2 separate regions of the Mus musculus genome follow, and region 1 is linked to region 2. The links are chromatin contacts, called in public HiChIP or PLAC-seq maps. All regions are on one chromosome and are shown on one strand. The core of a region is the stretch at or near the end of the contact, and the rest is flanking DNA. Distances in the headings are between cores, read along the strand shown.

Region 1 (6,839 bases), core at 3,293-5,792, 270 kb after region 2:
CTTGTCTTTATTATTTTTTTCTTTTTTCCTTGTCTTTTGGGACAGGGTTTCACTGGACCCAAGACCCGCTGATTAGGCTAGGCTAGCAGGTCGACTAGCTCCAGGGATGTAGCTGTTTCCTCCTGAGTTTGGATTATACACATACCATCACACCCAGAGTTTGCTGTGGAGCTAGAGAGTGACCTCAGGTCTTCATGGTTCTGCAGTTTTAGTTTACTGAAGAGGTAGGATCTGAACACATCTGCTTGAAATAAAATAAATCTGGATATTATTTTCTAAATGGTTAGACTTTTTTTTTCCTGTTGTAGGAGGGACTTCATTTTTGCCTTCCATTGAGCTCTTTGCTGAAAGGGTAGTTTGCTACATCCAGAGTACTTGGACTTTTTCAACTCTCTTTAACTTTTCTCTGCGATTAGCTTCTTCCAACTCCTTTGCTTGCCTATAGATTATAATACCTTTGCATTTTTGTATTTTTGTGAATAACTTTTAAAAGAATCCCTTCCTACATTTACTTCTTGGCAAAAAGAATTGGAGGGGAGCAAAGGAGAATTCGTTGTACTCTGCTGAAGTGCTCTAAGCAGAGGGAAAATAATTAAGTTGAGGTCAGAAATGAGTTGATTGAGGGTGCTGGTAAGTTCATACAAATCAACACTGCCATCATTAAAAGGAATAAACTGAACTCTTGGAATCAGAGGTAAGCATTAGAAATACAAGAGGAACCAGTTGTGACATATGCCTGTAATTCAACACTGAGAAGTCCCATGTGTTAAAAGCCAGCTTGTGCTACATGGTGAGTTCCAGGTAAATCTGGGGCACAATACTCAGCCTTAACTCAAAATTACAAAAGTAAATCCAGAAATATACCTGTCTTAAAATAGATAGTTGTTGGTAAACATTCCAGTTAGGTTTCAAGTATTTTCCGGAAAAGTAATTTTGGTGTTTCTGAGCTTATTCCAGGGAGGAATAAGACTGTAAGTAAAGGATTGATTAGCAGTACTAGAAAGTGTGAGCAGAGTCATGAGTAATCTTAAATGGGATCCAAAACTTAGAATGAAATAAACCATTTCCTGTTTTTGGATTTTGGAACAGGGTCTTACTATGTAGCCCACTCAGACCACAGATCTTCCTGCTTCTGCTTGACCTAGTCTGGGGTAATTGCTGCGCTGCCATTCACAGCTCATAGAGCTTTGACACCGTCATTACTCCCAGAAGTGATAGGTATTTGTTTGTTATGAACTTTGGACCCTCCTGCCTTCACTTGCCAAGGATGCTAGGCTTACTAATGTAAGCCAGGTACATTTCGCCATGCCCAGCATTTGCATTGCTGGGACTTGACCCCAGGGCTTTGATCATGCCACAGAAGCCCTTTAACAACTGAGCTACATCCCAAACTCCTAGACTGTGCTTCTTCACTGATGTCTCTAGTCCTGACCAAAAAAGGTGTTAAACACCAATCTTCATTTCCTCCTTTAACTTTGGTACCTGCTACTTGTTCAAAAGAGTCAGTTTTGAAAACAATTTGAAAATAATTGTAGCCACAGGAAGTGCAAAGTCAGTACAGAGATATCTTGGATCTTTATCTACTTTTCCCTTACAAATTATTTTTATTTTTATTAATTATTTTGTGTGGTGCTGGGGATCTATGCTAGGCATGCCCAGGCAAGCAGCAAGCCATAACGTGTGTGTGTGAGTGTGTGTGTGTGTGTGTGTGTAGGTTTGTGTGTGGTGGTGGTGGTAGTGGTAGAGTGGATAGAAACTTGCAATATAGCCTAAGAGGTCTTGGAATCTAGATTCTTCTATCTCAGCCCACCATATACCATCATGTCTGGCAGAAATTTTTGTTTGTTTGAGTAGAAGAGAATACTGAATCCCTTGGGCCTAGCACACACTCAGCCACTCAGCTGTGCTCCTCAGAATCTTTCTGTGGTAATTAGGGACTAAAGATGGGATGGGTTAGAATTGGTCACCAATGTCTAAGTGCTGTGCCACACATGGAGAAGAAGCTCATGCAAGAGATTCCATTCCACCTTTCATTTGCACCCTTGCTCCTTTCCCTCTGCTGAGGTTGCTCCTTGTTGGGCATTGATGTAGGATAAATGTCTGCTTTAGAAAAACCTAAGCAACCGTGCTTACGGAAAGTTCAGATACCCGACCGATCCTTTGCTTATCAACACAGGATCTCACTGTGTGTTCCAGGCCGGCCTCAGCCTTGATCCTGCTGGGACTAAAAGTGTATGCCACTGCCTAGCTTAGTGCTGCTTGCTAGCTAACCTTTTGGTATCTTAGGTTAATGGCTTTCAAACTTAGGTTTAGTTAAAAATATGTTTATATTATATGTTATATGTGCAGGGAAGTGGGTCTCCGGTATCTTGAGACTGACCTTGAATTCCTAATCATCCTGCTTCCCCTCCCAAGAAGAAATACTCATATCTGGTAATCTATACGTACAGGAAACAGACTGCAGTTATGAGTATTACTCTGACTGGCTTTTATACATGGGTTTTGATTTAATCATAGTGTAACCGTTGAAACTAGTTTCATAGCTAGTGTCTCACTGTCCATGTTAGGCGGCAACATGATGATTGAAATGCGTGAGAATGTGTGATCCTGCTTTTGTTAAAGTGATTTATTTTTCTGGTTCCTTGGGGGTGATTTTGTAATTATTTAAATATTTTTGGGGTCAGGGAGATGTTTTAGTGATTTAAGAGTACTTACTGCTAGCCGGGCGTGGTGGTTCACGCCTTTAATCCCAGCACTCGGAAGGCAGAGGCAGGTGGATTTCTGAGTTTGAGGCCAGCCTGGTCTAGAAAGTGAGTTCCAGGACAGCCAGGGCTACACAGAGAAACCCTGTCTCGAAAAAAAAAAAAAAGTACTTATTGCTGTTCCAGAGGACCCGAGTTTGGTTCCTTAAAGCCCACGTTAGGTTGCTTAAAACTTCCACTGCTCCAGCTCCAGGGTATCTGACACCCGTCCTACCCAGACACCAACATGCGATGTGCATTGCCTCCACCCTCCAGTGAAAACAAACATAAACATTTTAAAAATTCAATCTAGATGTAAGTAAAGTTAAAACTATTTCAATGAAGGAAAATGTGTGCCTAATATTTGTTGATGATTGTGTTGAGGATTACCTGAATCCATGAGCTAGGAGCTAACCTTTTATTTTATACAGCAAAACTAAAATTTACACTTGGTAAGAGCTCTGAGAACTTCACTGTAGATCACTGGGCGTGGTGGGGCATGCCTGTCATCCCAGGATTTGTGAGGCAGAGGCAGGAGGATTTGAGTTTGAGGCCAGCCTGGTACTATACTACATAGCAGTTTCTAAGCTAGCTTAGAATACGTAGTGAACATAATTTCAAAAAGTAAGCAAAATCATTCAGATTATTATGCCTTAAATTCTCCAGCCTAAAGATTTATTAATTTTTAGCGAGGATAATGAGAGGATCCTATCCTTTTTGTTTGGTTGTTTTTTTTTGTTTGTTTCTTTGTTTGTTTTGTTTTGGTTTTTTTTTTTTTTTTTGAGACAGGGTTTCTCTGTATAGCCCTGGCTGTCCTGGAACTCACTTTGTAGTCCAGGCTGGCCTCGAACTCAGAAATCCGCCTGCCTCTGCCTCCCAAGTTCTGAGATCAAAGGCGTGCACCACCACGCCTGGTGTTTTTTTGTTTTTGATATAGAATCTTTCTCAATAGTCTTGGCTGTCCTAGAACTTGATACATAGATCAGGCTAGCCTTGAACTCACAAAGATCCTCCTGTCTCTGCCTCCTGATTACTAAGATTAAAGGCATGAGCCACCACAACTGGCTAAAGATTTATTTTTAAAAAGTTATTCTGAACCTTCTGGAGAACATTTAAGAGGACAAGAACATAAAACACAGAAACAAATGAGCAAAAAACCCAAACACTTGTTATTTTCAAAAACTGACATATAGAAAACATTTTCTTCTAATTTACAGGGTTCCTCATGACCTGATAGTCTGCTGCTATCATTGGTTCTCTGTAACTTTGCCTTATAAAACTGGCATTAACATTGTCTTGTGCTAGATGTTGTTGTCTCAGTGTTTTTTAAAATTTGCATCCTGACATACACTGAGATACTTGGAATATGGTTTTGTTTTTATGAAAATGCAATAAAAACAGCAAATTTAACTGAAAGTTTCTTTATTTCAACCAAGTTACATTGATCCAGTTACATTTCCAGGTTTGTCTGAGAAACAGTTCTTATTTTCTGCTCATTCTCCTTCCTACTGAAGCTGGGATCTATTTATACATGCATACTGGGATCTATTTATACATGCATACTGGGATCTATTTATACATGCATACTGGCTATACAACTGGTTTGAAATTGGATTACACTTGAAAATACTGCTTGTCTTTTATTCTTTCCTTTGCTTTCTCTCTTTGAGACAAGAGACCTTGGCTGTGTTGTACAAGTTGGCTTTAAACTCAATCCTTTGTCACACCCTCCTGGGTACTGCCACTGCAGATTCTCGCCAGTCTGCCCAACTGAAATAATTTCTGAATGTAGTTTGTGGTTTTAAAAAGTGAAACTCAGGGACACTGAAGGGATGAGTCATCAGTTAGGAGCACAAACTGCTCTTCTGGACCTGGGTTCAGTCACCAGTACCAACACAGCAGATCACAATAATAATAATAATCTGTAACTCCAGTGTGGGGGATTCTTTTCTGGCTTCTGAAGGCACTGTACTCATGGTATATATAGATGATATTCATAGAGCCAAAACACCAGTATATACAAAGTAATACAAAACAAACTTTGAAACCACGCAGCTCTGCCTTGTCAGCATTGGAAATACTTTGAGCATCTGATTCTGTGCTGTTTAAACTGACCTGGAACTTCAGGTGTTCCTGCCTTAGCCTTGAGTGCAGAGATTACCAACAGGTGCTACCACCCTGGCTGGTATTAAGCTTTTGAGAGGTATTATGTATGACCAGAGGAAAATGATGACGTCTAATATATGGGTGCATTTACTGGAAAATGTGCATGGTTCAGTGAGTTTAATACCACATGGCATCTCATATTAATCTGTCTGATAACAGATCCATTTTAAATAAAGCCACTCTGGTATTGCCTAGAGTAACCATTTATTTCGGTTATTTCTAGTTTCTCTCTAAATGTAGAATCAAAAGAAGTGGAGAATTTTGTTACTTTGGAGACAGCAGTAGTTTATTTTAGATTCGTGTATAGATGCGTATGAAGTTGTTTACGTTTAAGAAGTTGAGTTACAGATATCAACTCACTAGCTTTCTTTTGTTCTTCCATTTCCTTCAAAGGTTTGGGCCCCATGGGATCCCTGTGACAGTATTTCCCAAAAGGGAATATAAGGACAAACCGGACGCCATGCAGCTCCAAAGTACCACATTCCAAGAAGGGATAGAAGTCAAGCAGGAAGTGAACGGTGCTGTTCCCGATGACCTCTCTCCAGTCCCTCCTCCTGAGCGCCTGTGGGCTTCCAAGCCACCTCCTCTCTTCCATGAAGGAGCACCTTACCCTCCCCCCTTGTTTATCAGGGACACATATAACCAATCAATACCTCAGCCGCCGCCTCGGAAAATTAAGCGACCCAAACGAAAAATGTACAGGGAAGAACCCACTTCAATAATGAATGCGATTAAGCTACGGCCCAGGCAAGTCCTGTGTGATAAGTGTAAAAACAGTGTTGTTGCTGAAAAGAAGGAAATTAGGAAAGGTAGCAGTGACTCTTCTAGGTATGAAGATAAAAAACGGAGAAATGACAGTGTAGCTACTGTGAACAAAAAACTGAAAACTGACCATAAAGTGGATGGGAAAAACCAAAACGAAAGCCAGAGAAGGAACACTGTGGTGAGGGTTTCCAGTATCGCTCACAGCAGGGGCAGAGTAGTCAAGGTTTCTGCTCAGGCAAATACATCAAAAGCTCAGTTAAATACCAAGAAAGTGCTCCAAAGCAAGAACATGGATCACGCAAAAGCTCGGGAAGTATTGAAAATTGCCAAAGAAAAGGCACAGAAGAAGCAAAGTGAAACCTCCACTTCCAAAACCGCCCATGCGAAAGTCCACTTCACACGTCGGTATCAGAGTCCCAGCTCAGGTTCTCTCCCACCCCGAGTGCGGTTAAAACCACAAAGGTACAGGAACGAAGAAAATGACTCTTCTCTGAAGACGGGACTGGAGAAAATTCGGAGTGGCAAGCTGGCGCCTAAGCCGCAGTCTCGATGCACCTCCACCCGCTCAGCAGGTGAGGCCCCTTCAGAAAAACCGAGTCCCTCAGAAGGCCCGGAAGAGTCCGCCGGTGAGGTTCAGGACACAAGCAGAGTGCGTGTGCCTGGTGAGCAGGAGGAACTGCGGATGTTGGGCAAAAAGGGCAGCAAAAGCAGTATCTCTGTTTACCTGACCCTAAATCAGGAGACATCTGACTCTTCCAGTGCCTCAGTGTGTAGCATTGATAGCATGGATGATTTGAAATCCTCCAACTCTGAGTGTAGCTCTTCTGAGAGCTTCGTTTTTCCTCCCGGCTGTATGCACGCACCTTCTGCCTCTTCCACTTCTACTTCCTTCTCTTCAAAGGAAGAGAATAGCCTCCGTAATTCTTTGAAAATGAAAATCTTTTCAAAAAATGTCTCTAAATGTATCACACCAGATGGCAGGACCATATGTGTAGGGGACATTGTTTGGGCCAAGATATATGGCTTCCCTTGGTGGCCAGCCCGTATTCTTACCATCACTGTAAGCCGGAAAGATAACGGCCTTTTAGCCCGGCAGGAGGCCCGTATCTCATGGTTTGCATCTCCAACCACATCTTCCCTTGCTCTCTCACAACTCTCCCCCTTTCT
Region 2 (6,141 bases), core at 289-2,788:
TCCTTGAGAGGTTTTCTTCCCCTCTCACCAACAGGAAACATTGCTTTTCCCCAGTCCACTGCAAGTGTAAATAATATCACCATCCTGTCTTTAAAAGGACATGTTTTTCTGAGTGATGGTGTTCCCAGGCCAGCTTTGTGATCCCCACTTGTTACTGGGAAATAATGTACCTGGTTGGTAAACTTATAATAGAGTCCTCAGCTAATACAAGTCTCTCCTAATTTAGCTTTACAGAAAGCGTTCATCCAAAGATAATCCCTGCCTTCTTGGTCCCTCTCTCAAGCCTTGCGCTCTGAGTCCGCAGGACTCTGCTCTGCCTTTAGCTGCCTTGAAAAATCAAAATTATTTTTACATTCTTAACCCACTTCAAGTTCCTTTTTTAAAAAGTCTACTACTTTGGGCTGTTTGACTGAGGTGGTGGGGACGTTAGCTATAGTCCTGTATATCTGAAGAGCACTTCACGTAGGGGAAGTATAAATAACCACAAGACAGCATAAAGAAAAATGGCCAAGCAATGGCTCAGTAGTCAATACAGGTCATTCTTGCAGAAGCCCCCGGTTTGGTACTCATTCTGGTTCACAGACATATATCTGCATTTCCAGTCACAGATGATCTAACGCCAATGATGTGCAAACTCACACACAAAAAACATAAGGCTTTTTTTTTTTTTTTCCTGAGACAGGGTTTCTCTGTGTAGCCCTGGCTGTCCTGGAACTCACTCTGTAGACCAGGCTGGCCTCGAACTCAGAAATCTGCCTGCCTCTGCCTCCCAAGTGCTAGGATTAAAGGCATGTGACACCACTGCCTGGCATAAGGCTTTTTTTTTTTTTTTTTTTAAGAAAAATAAATTCACCAAAGTCGCCTATTTTCCAGGAGTTTGTTTTTTATGGGGATGTTTGTTTGTTTGTTTGTTTGAAAAAGGGTCTTCCTATGTCACTGGCCAGGACCTCAAAGATATGCCTATCTCTGCTAGGATTAAAGGTGTGTGCCATTACGCCGACCTTTGCAGCATTTTCAATAATCATTTTTGCTAAGATTCTGTGCTGTAGGCTGGCAAGATGGCTCAACAGGTAAGAGCACTCACTGACTGTTCTTCTGAAGGTCCTGAGTTCAAAACCCAGCAACCACATGGTGGCTCACAACCATCTGTAGTGGAATCTGATGCCCTCTTCTGGTGTGTCTGAAGAGAGCTACAGTGTACTTATATATCTTTGGGTGGGAGCAAGCAGAGACTGACTGGGCGAGCGGGGTTGACCGGAGCGAGCAGGGGTCCTAAAAAAATTCAATTCCCGACAACCACATGAAGGCTCACAACCATCTGTACAGCTATAGATTATCCATATACATAAATAAATCTTTAAAAAAAAAAAAAAAAAAAAAAAAAAAAAAGATTCTGTGCTGTTCCAGAAAGAAAGCTGCACTGCCATCACTTCGCCTTTCTGGGTCAAAAAAAAAAAAAAAAAAAAAAAAAAAAAAAAAAAAGAGCCAAGCGCTTGCAAATGCGCATGTGCCGATCTCCCGGAAGTTATCTCTGCGCAGCCGGAAGAAGGCAGGGAACCCGGAAGTAAACATTGCCGAGTCGCTTCGTTTCTGGCGGATGGTTTTGAGTGGTCTGCGGCGCGACTGGGTAAGTTGGGGTTCTGAGATTGAGCAGACGAACTGGGGACCTCGGGGAGCGGGTATCCCCTGCAGTGAGTCCTCGCGGTGATGAGCCGTCGTGGAACGGCGGACCCGGGTGGAGACTGTGGCCCAGGACGCAGGCGCCGCCCTCGCGTTCAGCCGGACCGAGGCTGACTCCTCAAGGAAAAGCCCTGGTCACTGTAAGCCGGACATCCTGAGCAGCCCGTACCGAAGCTGAGCCCTCTGTCCCCAAAAGAGTTCCTTTGAGGTTCAGTTTTTTCCGTTAGGTGGAGATGATCTTATTTTGTGAGGGTCAAATTAGAATGTCCGTATTGCATCAGTGAGTGGGAGCTGTTAAAGTTCTAACTCGGAGAGAGCCGGACCCTCTGCAGAGCAGTGGAACCTAATGACAAAACACTTCAGTCCCTCTTAATCTTGAATGTGACAGGCCTGCACTCCAGTGTCTGTGGTTTGTAACAGGGGTTGAAAGACCAACTAAAGTCAGGCTTGGGTTTGCGATCTGTCGTCTCTCACTAATGTCTTGTTATCTGAAGGTGTTAACCCCCCCCCCCCCGCCCCAAACTTGTTTCCTCACCATAAAATAGGGTGGTTGTAAAGATTTGGTGACGGTCTGCATGGTAAATTAAAGAAATGGTAACTGTTAAAATGAAGATGATTAAATCTGTGCTTCTAGTATATACTACCACGGATTTCTAACACTTCTGTTTTTATTTTTAAGTCTATTTTATTTTAATTATGTGTATAAGTAGGTAGGTGGGTTTGCCCTTGTAAGAACGTGTGTAGTCTTCTTGGAATCCCTGTAGCTGGAGTTAGGGACAGTTGTGAGCCACCTGACATAGATGCTGAGAACTGAGTTAGGGTTGTCTACAGGAGCAGTAGGTGAACCGTCTCACCTGCCCCATACACAGACCTCTATGGTGGCATATGCCTATAAAGCCAGAACTCGGGAGATGGAGGCAGACACAATTTCACAGGAAAGTCATGGAGTTTAAGGAATGCTGTGGATAAATACTTAGTGTTCTGGGTGTGGATGTCATGTACACAGTTGGTTGTGTAGATTTGAAGATCAAATGAAAAGTCTAGGGCAGAGAGATAGTATGGAACCCCAGTAGTGGGATACTGTTCCTCCTGAATCTTGGCAACTGGTATTGTTTAGAGTGGTGAGTGAGGCTCTTGCTGCTCTGTAAGGAATCAGCCTCTAAATAAACGTGTGCAAATAGATGAGCCTGCAGAGAAGTCGAGAACAGGAGAGGTGTTCACGGAAAACCAGTAACATGTTATAGAAGCCAAAGAATGAGAATCTCTGACAAAAGAAGGCATGGAATGGTCGGGAATGGAAATGAAGTCAGTGACCAGAGCAGAGGAGTGCAAAGCAGAGGTATAAAAATAGGCACACTATGAATATGGGTGATTTTGTGGTGTGTGTTTGTGTGTGTGTGTGAGAGAGAGAGAGAGGCAGAGACAGAGAGAACTAGATATGCTAGGCATCCCTGAATGTAGACAGACCCATCTCTATTTTTTTCTAACAAGGTCTCATGTCTTGAACTCTCTATATATCCAAGGGTGACCTTGGTCTTCTGATCCTATATTCACATCGAGATTGCTGGATATCAAGTATGCACCACCAGGCCTAGTTTTTGTTGCACTGGCAATCAAACTTCTGCTAGGCAAACGCTCTATCAACTGAGGCTTCATCCCCAGCCCTGAACTTTGGTAATTGTTAAGGCATTGGGCCTTCAAGGGGAACAGTGATGTGCTCTGGTTTTTTTAGGTTTTTGGGGTTTTTTTGTTTGTTTGTTTGTTTGTTTTCCTATGGAAGATAAGTTTGAGACATGCAGGAGGGCTAATTTAGGAACATCTGTATGAAAGTCTTTGAATTTTTTTTAAAGATTTATTTATTGTTATTTGTAAGTACACTGTAGCTGTCTTCAGACACACCAAAAGAGGGCATCAGATCTCATTACACATGGTTGTAATGCTGGGATTTGAACTCAGGACCTTTGGAAGAATAGCCAGTGTTCTTAACCACTGAGCCGTCTCTCCAGCTCCTTAAAATTTTATATACATGGCTTTCTCTGCTTACAAATTGGAGTGTTGAGAGAATTGGCGCTAAGAATACGTAAAGACTTTTTTTCATTTTGAGACAAGGTCTCACTATATAGCCATGGCTAGCTGTGGATTCAATATGTAGACCAACCTAGTTCCAGACTAGCCTCCAACTCCAGAATATCCACATCCCTCTGCTCTCCAGGTGCTAGGATTAGGTTGTATATTACAGTGCCCAGTTTGTAAAGCCTTTTGAGTAAGGGAAACCGTTAGAACCAGTGAGATGGCTCAGCGGGTAAAGGCACTTGCTGCTGACCTGATGACCTGAGTTTGATCCCTGGGACCCACGTGGTGACTGGGGGAGAACCAACTCCTACAAGTTGATCTCTGACCTCTGTAGTGATAATTTTGGAGTTCTGGTTTCTTTTAAAAACATAGAAATATTATAAGAATATGTTATCATTTTAATCCCAGGTGGGGCTGCTTCGGACTGTTGCAGTAGCTGACTGTGATTTGCTTCATGCCCTAGCAGAGGCTTTGCCAGCAACTGCAGGTAGTTGCTGTGTTCATGTGACATTTGGAATTCTGGGGACTTGGACTTAGAGGGTAAATAAATGCTAGAGCCCCAAGAAGTGGGGTGGGTTGTTAGTTGTTGGGGGTTGTTGTTGATTGCTGGGGGTTGAGGTTTGTTAGGTAATCTTGTGCAGACAAGAAGAAAAAAAAATCAGATATCCTGACAACAAAGATCAAACTTGCCCCAAGGAACTCAGTGCCCCAATCAGCAGGAAGTATGCTAATGATAACCTTGCCTCCTTTCTGACTCCTGGCTTTCTTCAGGGATCTCTTTTCTTCCCTCTCTCTCCTTTCCTCTCTTTTATCTAGTGATAGGGGGTTGAAAAGGTAAAAGAAAGGGGATGAAGAAGGATGGGAGAGGAAAGAACCCACAAAGAAGCCAAATCCCACTAAAGACCTTCCCATACACTCCATGGCACGCTCGGTCCTTACCCGACCCTTCCACACGCCTGCACACACAAAAAATAAATAAAATGTAAAGAAACCCTCCTTTATAGGCACTTTGAAAGAATAAGAACATAGGAGACTGGAGAATGCTGTTAGTGCAGCAAGGACCCAGTTTTGATCACAACACCATAAAAAGTTTGTGAAGTAGCCATGTCTGGTGGTGCACGCCTTTAATCCCAGCACTCGAGAGGCAGAGGCAGGCAGATTTCTGAGTTCAAGGCCAGCCTGGTCTACAGAGTGAGTTCCAGGACAGCCAGGGATACACAGAGAAACCCTGTCTCAAAAAACAAAACAAAAAACAAAAAAAAAGTTTGTGAAGTAAGAGGGAGAAAAAAAGTGTAAGCGAGAGAGACCCTAGGAAAGCTCACCGTGCTCAGACACCGTTCAGTAGTGTCAGGGTGTATTCCAGGAGACCTCCATTACTGTACAAACTTCTCTTGTTTAGAGGATACCAGTTCACCATGTCGGCGGCCGCTGTGGACCCAGTTAGTGCGACACCCATGACGGGATCAAAGGAGATGAGTTTGGAGGAGCCGAAAAAGATGACCCGAGAGGACTGGAGGAAGAAGAAGGAGCTAGAAGAACAGAGGAAACTGGGCAATGCTCCTGCAGAAGTCGATGAAGAGGGAAAGTAAGTCTTCTGTTGCTGGTGTGTTTAAATCCACCCCCAGTTCATCGGGGGCCCACCCTTTGCTTTGGTAGGGGGTTGTCCTTTATTGTTCGCAGAATGTGTGTTCTTCTTTCTCATCTCCTCAGACTCATAAGTATGTAGTTTAGTAGACAAATGCTACTAAAGAGCTCATAGTGACTAGCAGTTGTCCTTTTTGACCTTTTTTCTGCCCCCAGCCTAAAGTGGCTACTTTCCCATGCTCTTATTTTGAATTTTTCAAATCTCTGAATTGTAATGCTTCTGTGATTGCTTTACTCAGTCGGCTGTGTGCACTAGTTTAACTTTCAGCTCCGATGGAGGGAGCTCGCTAACCCCTCCCTCCGTCTCCTTCCAGTTGTACCTAAGTCTCCGCATCTCTATTAGAAAGTTCCTCGGTGTAATATGACACCGTACATCTTTATTCTTAGTTCTTCAGTTAATGGAGATAGCAACCGTCTTCCCTCTCCATCCCACGGCAGGGTTTCTGTTCTTAGCCTCTGTGCTCACTACCTTTGTGGTTAAAATGCCATTTTCAAACTTCCTTTTTCACAATTTCACTTAAATTTTATTACAGAGATATCAACCCTCATATTCCTCAGTATATTTCTTCGGTTCCATGGTACATTGATCCATCAAAGAGACCCACTTTAAAGCATCAGAGACCACAGCCAGAGAAACAGAAGCAGTTCAGTTCATCTGGGGAGTGGTACAAGCGAGGCGTAAAGGAGGTATGTGGGTGGCAGCCTGTGTGCCCTTTTGCCGGTGGAGGTTTTTTTTTTTTATGA

Evidence for each region. HiChIP or PLAC-seq counts read pairs in DNA pulled down with a chosen protein or histone mark.
Region 1: a contact with region 2 is called in an H3K4me3 HiChIP or PLAC-seq map of bone marrow-derived macrophages, with 4 times the contacts expected there. The contact joins the enhancer-like site here to the promoter of Slu7 in region 2. A contact is called at or near these places in 1 of 39 promoter capture datasets (embryonic stem cells), 3 of 484 Hi-C or Micro-C datasets (embryonic stem cells, nephron progenitors and stem cell-derived neural stem cells), 8 of 115 datasets of contacts at active chromatin or transcription factors (the 230-238 cell line, bone marrow-derived macrophages, embryonic stem cells and 3 more) and 4 of 9 other capture datasets (adipose tissue, embryonic stem cells, liver and 1 more).

Annotation. Positions count from the first base shown.
Region 1 is chr11:43,699,234-43,706,072 of GRCm38.p6, forward strand. Pwwp2a (PWWP domain containing 2A) reads left to right here. Exons shown (of 2, transcript NM_027557.1): 2 at 5,301-6,839. Among named protein-coding and RNA genes, the nearest start is that of Gm34963, 21 kb to the left of the region's middle. Within about 2 kb of position 4,543, at least 31 of the 459 cell types and tissues checked have an H3K27ac peak or open chromatin away from gene starts, as enhancers often do. A contact at or near this core is called in bone marrow-derived macrophages, where this site is marked.
Region 2 is chr11:43,432,193-43,438,333 of GRCm38.p6, forward strand. It overlaps Slu7 (SLU7 splicing factor homolog (S. cerevisiae)), which reads left to right and starts at 1,539. Exons shown (of 16, transcript NM_198936.1): 1 at 1,539-1,627; 2 at 5,153-5,338; 3 at 5,931-6,084. The coding sequence starts at 5,169.